Regions from separate parts of the Hordeum vulgare genome. Here region 2 is linked to region 1. A link is a contact called in public Hi-C data. All regions are on one chromosome and are shown on one strand. The core of a region is the stretch at or near the end of the contact, and the rest is flanking DNA. Distances in the headings are between cores, read along the strand shown.

The links. Hi-C and Micro-C count contacts between places; a contact is called where the count stands out from the background.
Region 2: a contact with region 1 is called in a Hi-C map of leaf, with 5 times the contacts expected there. The contact joins the promoter of LOC123403085 here to the promoter of LOC123401671 in region 1. A contact is called at or near these places in 2 of 6 Hi-C or Micro-C datasets (leaf and seedling) and 1 of 1 datasets of contacts at active chromatin or transcription factors (embryo).

What each region holds. Positions count from the first base shown.
Region 1 is chr6H:147,683,484-147,687,542 of MorexV3_pseudomolecules_assembly, reverse strand. It overlaps LOC123401671 (copper-transporting ATPase HMA4), which reads left to right and starts at 2,470. Exons shown (of 9, transcript XM_045095517.1): 1 at 2,470-2,858; 2 at 3,401-3,660. The coding sequence starts at 3,403.
Region 2 is chr6H:148,020,751-148,024,485 of MorexV3_pseudomolecules_assembly, reverse strand. LOC123403085 (outer envelope protein 80, chloroplastic) reads right to left here and starts at 2,003. Exons shown (of 16, transcript XM_045097056.1): 1 at 1,334-2,003; 2 at 1,152-1,245; 3 at 418-500. The coding sequence starts at 1,819.

The DNA of each region.
Region 1 (4,059 bases), core at 1,221-3,720:
ATGGGCATGATAGAGAAAACAGATTTAACGAGGGTGAGTTTGTCTCCAGAAGACAAGAGAATAGAGAAGCTTAGCAACCTGCTTTCAATTCTCTTTAATAGAGGCACAAAATCATCAATTCTACGTTTGGTAAGGCATAAGGGCATACATATATTTCTACAAATGCTCAAAATTCCAACCTTCACATATACTCCCTTTGTAACTTTTATAAGATCATTTAGTTTATATTTAACCCCACACATAATTGTATGTTTTCTCTTTAAATATATAAGAACCTTTTAGGAACGAGTTTACATCGAACAATCGGCTAAGAGGCAACACGCATAAGATGCGATTATTTTTAGGGTTAACAATTCCTTTTCAAGAAAAAAAGTGAGAGGGATGAAGGTCCTATGTAAATTAACTAAGGGAAACGTTTGGCATCTACACGCCGGCCGAACGCTTCAGCCGCTTGCACGCGCGCCACTCGATCGCACATGGATCCAGCGCACACACGTCCCCCAATCCAGTTTCGTGTCGTTCTTTTTTTCTCCTTGGCCCACCACGTGCCTTTGGTCCACGACATTTTTTCTCAGCTTTCATATTTATCTTCTTCCCCTGATCGTCTTCAAGATCCATGTTCACCATTGCTGGTTGAAGCTTCGACGGGGGTGGGGAAAGAAGTTGCAACCGCAGCCCCGCGAAGCTACATCTGTTTTCCCCCTTTCTTCTCTGCTTCTTCTTCCTCTCGTCTTCGTCAGATACATGAGGACGGAAAAGTTACATCTGACTACACGGGAGCTGCAACCGACAGACGGAGGAGCTGCAAAACAGAAAGGCGACAGGGGCAGGTGATCCCATGGCCGGCAGGTGAGGTTGCTGCACGAGGACATGCAGGGATGGTGTCGCGAATGCTACAGCCGCGTACCACAAAAGCTACAAGCGTCCAAAAAAAGGTACAACCGTTGATAAAAAAAGCTACAACCAGGTCCGTCAGAGTTGCAACCAAAGTTCGTGGGAGTTGTAGCCAGAGTTGCAACCATGATGTAAAAATGTTGCAACCATTATAGAAATTTGTTACATCGGTCAATCTGTTTTGTTGCAACCGTATTACTTTTTTGCTACAACCGCTGGCATGGCCGAGCTACAACCATGATGGAAAAATGCTACAACCATTATACAAATTTGCTACATCCGTCGTTTTGTTTGTTGCAACCGTATTGTTTTTTTGCTACCAGCGACAATTTTTTGCTACATCCATTGTCCAAATTTGCTAATCCAGTGTTCAAATTTGCTACATCTAGTGGCATGAGGCCTTAGCGACGACGAGCATCGGGGTGTTGCAGGCATGGAGCTCGTCGGCGACCGACGGCGGCCACGACCGACAGGGGGGAAAACCTGTGGTGAGAGGAAATGACGAGGCGAGGCGATGACGGGGATGCGATGTCGACCACCAGCGACGAGGGCGGTGTCCTGTGGAACCGTCAGGAGTCAGCCGACGGTGACGAGGGCGGCGGCTGGCGGCGACGTGGACGGCCGGCGAGCTGGCTGACGTATTAGGGATCACGAGACTGCTCTCGATGCACAGGCGCCATGTTTTTTTACTAGCAAAGCAGTTTGGAGAAGAAGGAATCCTGCGGCTATTATAGACCGTATAGTACGTGCGTTGTTTAACCGGCGGAATCGTTGCGCCGGTGCAGAGTAGCGCCATTAACTAATACCCCAGTTATATTAAATCAGCGACATCTATTTTAAAAGAAAGTGAGTACTAGCTTACAACAATGAATGATTTATTTTATTTACTAAGTAAATATTATGCAAGTAAGAGAAACAGTCAAAACCCTGTGTCATACTAAACTGATTTTGTTAATGAAGAAACAAACTAGAAATTTACCACCGCTACGTTTGCTTTCAAATCCAACACACCGTCATCTTGACAAATCCGTTCCGTTGTTGTTCGTGTGTCAGCAAGCAGGTCACCTTGAAAAGATTCTTCCGATGGATGCCCTGCCAAAAAACACACTTATAGTAGAACAAAGAGGCATCGTACGTGCCGCCAGTAACGCATGGAATATGCCGTGCAATTTCGTACTCAAAGGCGTTTTTAAAAAAAGATGTGTTTTATTTGTATGTCAATTCCGCTTTGGTTTTATAACGAGTTTTGACCGGCTCCTTTTCCTGTAAACAAAGGCCAAGAAGAATGATAAAGCATTTCTCAAAAAAAAAAAATGATAAAGTAAACGTTGGTGGATGTCCGATCCATGCGCACAAAGTCAACGGGGAAACCGATCGGCTCATCATAGTACTCGGAAATGTCACGATTTCTACGTACGGGCCGGCTCCAAAGTCCAAACCTATTGAAAAGGTACGGATGTCTCGGAGGGAGGGGCATATGTGCGAAACTTAAAAGACGGGCGGGCAAAACCCAGAAAACACGACGGCGGAGGATAGGAAAGCAGCGGCGAAAGCGATGGCCACCATTCAACGACCCGACCGAGGGAATCCAAAACCAAATCAAACTCGAAACTCAAACGCAAAGGAAAGCCGCAAAGGCCGCCGCATTCCCATCCAAATTCGCAGCAAATCCGAACGAGTCGTCAAATCGAAAATTATACTACACAAAAACAAACAAACAAGGACAGAGGCGGCCAGAGTGCCCGGCCACCTCGCCCTCGTCGCCGCCTCCTCCTCCTCCTCCCCCTCTTGCCGCGGGCGGCCTGCTTCACGCCGCCTCCTCCCGCGCCTGCCTCCGCGTCTTCTAGACCCTCCCCGCCCCTCCCTCCCGTCCCCTGATCCCTCCACAGGCGCGCGCTCGTGCGGACGAACCCTAGAGCGCGTCGCAGCCTCCTCTGCAGCCCCTTCCGTCGCCGGATAACGAGGTAACCACCGCCGCCGCCGCTGAGCTTTTTGGTTGTTTGTCTCGTGGGTTTTTCTTTTCGATTCCGCTCTCTGGTACGGTACGCGCTTCTGTGGAGTTGCCGCCCCACTTTTTATTTTCTTATTTTGGTGCCTCGAGCTGTTTGCGCGCGCGTCAGCGGTGCTTGTTTTCCAGACTTCAAACCTGCACGGGAGTTGGTTTGGTTTGTGCGCGGAGCGAAATCTTCTAGTAAGTACATGAATGACGGGTGAAAAATCCTCGAGCAAACTAAATATTTCGGAATTTAACACGCCGTTATTTGGCTGAAGATTGTGGGGGGGGAAAGCAGCGGCTCTGGTCAGCACTAGGCACCTTGATTTTACCGTCTTCATGATTTGTCCAGACCGTAGGATGCGCTTCTAATGCAGATTGCTGCTGCCGCTCCATCACATAGATATAAGCACAGTAACTGCACCCCATGAATAGGTTCTGATGAGTGACATGGACGTGGGTTCTTGATGCTCTGCTGCTGTCATGATCTTGTTCTGACCAATTCTGGAACAGGAATGGAGCGGAATGGACAGAGCCATCTCAAGGAGCCGCTTTTGCACGCGGGCGATGGCGCTTCTCCTGCCGCCGCCAGGGTGTCCCCGCGGAAGGAGAGGACTACGAGGAAGGTCATGTTCAATGTCCGGGGCATGTCGTGCGGTTCCTGTGCCGTCTCGATAGAGACAGTGGTGGCAGGATTGAAGGGGGTCGAGAGCATCCAGGTCTCAACCCTTCAGGGCCAGGCTGTTGTTCAGTACAGCCCCGAGGAGACCGATGTAAGATTTCCTTGAGCTGATGCTCCTTTTCTCATCAATGTGTTTTCAATATGGAGGTAGTTAGTACTCACTATGGAAATATTTGAATGGTTCTCATAGATGGGGTAAAAAGAGGGATGCCAAGTACATATGGTAGCTTCTTTGTGTCCTGTTGTTAATCCAAGCTATCAATTTTTCTACAAGAACTAGGGGCATATTTGCACATGTATTTAGTGTAAACTGGAAATGTTTGATTTCAGATTTCCTTGACATTCATTTTTAAGGTCCATACCTGTGTACCACCAGCTTTTTTAACTACCTTTTGTTGGTGTGGGCCAATCTCTTGGCGGCGACTGCCCAATCATTGGACATTCGAACATTGTCAGATAGTTTAGTTCATAAATGAATTGCCGAGGAACT
Region 2 (3,735 bases), core at 754-3,253, 340 kb before region 1:
CATTCACATTTTTCTCACGTCATATTTCTAGTTTGTTACAATTAAGAACATGTAGAATCAAAAGCATAGTGTGACAATGAAGTTCTATATACAAAGCAGGAATCAGGAAGTAACAAACAACACGGTAAAACAGAACTATGTGGTATGCCCTCCCAATTTGGAACTGGTGACAGGTGAGATGTAAATGATGGCAAGCACATTAAAAAAAAACAGAAATTGACAACTCAGGTCTTGTGGTACTAGGCCTCTAGAAGGCCAAGAAGATATAACGCTTCACTTGTTCCTTAAGAGAAGTGCAGCAGATGCCTATTTTCAGCAATGTTCTCAAAAAATTGCAACACATCACCAAATAGAAGAAAACGAAAAATTATGCACAATGGTAGAACATGGATTATATTAATTATTTTCCCCACCTACCATGCCAGTAAGACCGCGCTCCTGATACCATCCGTTAATGGACTTAATCACTTGATCTAAATGTCTTATGTTGATTATTTTCCCTGCATAATGTAACACAAAACACAGGTCTCAAGAACAAATCTTATAGAAGCTAATAAAATAGACTAAGGTTAAAAAATTGTTTCTCTTTCTTTTAGAGAAATGAAATTTGAAGAAACATGCAGGAGAAACTAAAAGTTCTGTTAAAGAAGAAATATACAACCAAAATTCAAGTGGAGAGGACTTGAACCAAAGTTGTAGAATTGTACACCCACTCCCCCGCCAAACTGAGGTATGCTCAGTTCCCAAAGTTTTACATAATTTTCTCTATAACAAAAGGATACCGAGAGATTATATCACTGTAGATGGACCTATTTTACCATAGATTTCTATGCAGTGTAGAAAAACATGTCTTAAGATCAGAACTAAACCAAGAACAAGAACCATGTGAGTCCACATAAAAGGCGTGTTTCATTTGCTGCACAGTTCAATCTAGTGATATCATAGTAGGACCAAAAAACTCAAAAAAGGTGATAAAATATGCACGGTGGTGGTGATTCTCTTATGCATTCTAGATATCTCTTTGCCAGACGAATTTAGGGTTCATGTAGTGTTGGTTCATGTAGCATTGTGCAAAGTAAATCAATACACCAAGTTACACAAATCAATAACCACATTTAACGTAACAGACTCTTAAACATGAGAACAAGTACCGTGGCGGTCGCGAAATGAGTCATCTAGGAACTTAGAAGGCAGCATGTTGGCACCCTCACATACCAGCCCATGGAAGTCCTGGTTCGGCTCCACCTAAACCACAGAACATCCCAAATTCCGCAGCCTTCAGCTCCAAAGATAAGCCATGGAAAAGGGATAGGGGAACATGCAAAATCCTGACCTCAAAGACAAGGCGAATGCCGTCGCGGGTGTCGACGGCAACTGGCATGCAGGAGCGGAAGAGCCCGCTCTCCACCACGCGGTGCACATCCTCCTGCACCTCCCTCACCGTGAGCGCCGCATTGGGGCGGCACGCGCGCAGGGCCGCGGCGGCCGCCTCCTCTAACTCGGGCCTCTCCAGCGGCTCCCCGTCCTTCCCGCGCACCGCCACCTCGCTGATGAGCACCCGCTCCTCGCCCCCGCCCCCGCCGCCGTCCTTCCCGTGCCTCCGCGGCAAGGGCGCGGCCGGCGTCTCGGCACGCGCGGCCGGGACGCGGGGGAACGACGCGGCGACACGGCGGGCGGCGGCGTCGATGGCCCGGCCGATGTGCGCGAACGGGGGGAGCGCGGCGGAGAGCAGGGCGTGCGTCGGGGCAGGGGCCGGGCAGGCGCGCGGGAGCTTGACGCCGGAGGAGACGAAGCGGACGCCGTCTCGACGGGGCCCCATGGCCGCCGCGCCCGACGTGTGGACTGGGGTGGCGTAACTCGGCGGTGGGATAGGGCTTAGGGTTTTGGCAACGAGGCGGGGGAGGCCGCGAGGGTTTCGTCCGCCATGGCTGATCGGGGGACCGAGGCTCCGGAGTGGCGGCGACTGGTGAGCTGTGCTCCGGAGTGGACGGCTTGCTGATGGTGCTCCTGTGGAGCAACGACAGCCGTTCGATCTCGTCGTGTGTCCGTATGGTGAACCCTGTGCGTCCATCTGATCCGTTGGCTTAACTAGTATATGTATGCCCTTGCGTTGCTAGAGGCCAAAAAAATACTCCATCCATCCTAAAATAAGTGACTCAAAAAAAAATTACTTTATACTAAAATTAATACAAAATTGAGTCATTTTGAAGTCATTTATTTTAAGACGGAGGAAGTACAAAACATGCACCTTCTACCATTATGTGTCGTCTTTTATATTTAACACATACAAGCATCACAACTTTCATCTTTAAAAACATTGTGAAAGTAAAGTTGTTCACCAAAAAGTAAAACTACAAATATCTTGATTACCTTGTAACACTCGAAAAAGATGTCACTTTTTTTTATTTTAGCAACATAACGTTACTTGTGTGAGCTTTGTAGATAATCTCAAAACTGCGACTTCTATGACATGAAGACATAGAAAAATCTTGATTCAAGCATGAAGAAAACTTTTGTCAGTATACTTTTACACCTCTTCACGGGGCTTCTGCACTAATAGGTTTTATGTTCGCTTATTTTAACTTGCTTGCTCTGTTCAATTGCTTGGATTCTTCATTTAATTCAGAAAAAACAATCTTGTTCGTATAGTCGATTGACCCAAAAAAATGTCCACTATCGAATTTGAATCCACTTATGTTATACTCTGTTTGTTTAGTATTATCAAGCGATGAAAAGTCTACTTAGTCGAGTCTGAAATTAATTTATAACACACGAACAAATTAATTGGTATCTATTACTAGGGAAAGTCATCGACACTAAATTAATCATGAAATGTTTTGAATTATAGTGCCAAAATATGTCTTATACTTTATACGGAGGGAGTATATATTAGCATGGAGGTTTCGTGGGTCTTTTTTCCCATTAATTGAAAGGTTCACATTTTCACAACAATAATTTTTTTTTTAGAAGTGTACTCGTTTTTCTTGCTAATTCTTAAGGGGGCTTATTGAGTTTAATTTGCAGACCTATATAAATAGATGGATTTGCCGTGAGGCAATAATGTGGGACTATGTTTTTACAGAAGTATGATGTACATCAATTGTACACAACCTTAACAAATTTGTTTGTTGGCCCACATTAGAAGATAGGGACTCTTGGTTGGTTTAAAAAGGAAAACAAATGACTTTTGAAAACAGATCGAGACACTTGTGCATTAAAAAACAGGCGGGTGATGGCACCTAAACTTATCGTCTATTTTTACAAAAAGCTTTATCCCTTTTGTTGTGTACGTTAGACTGCCTAGATAGTTGGTGAGGACAACAACAATTGACCTGTGGTTGTGGGTTCGAATCCAAGTGTTGTGCATAATTTTTTTCTCTCCTCTCTCGAGGTAGGGCTGGATTTTGTCCGCACACGGGAAAAAATTGGATTACGGATTTTATTCAAGAAAACATCATGATGTCTAAAAATTACATAATGAACTAAGAATACACCTTTCTTTTATTAGTAAATATAGATAGCAGCTGTTTTTATTCTTGCCTTCCTAAAACCGGACCTATTTCGAGCTCTCTCACGCATCCTTACTCGTGAGCCGTTGATTTCGCGTGTGGGATGTAGATCACCATCAAATCAATGTTCAGGTCGCGAACTGGGCTGTCTCATGCGCCTCTACTCACGCGTGGGCTACTAACGGGCCGACTGTCCTGGGGGCTGCTACTCCCACCATTGGGCATG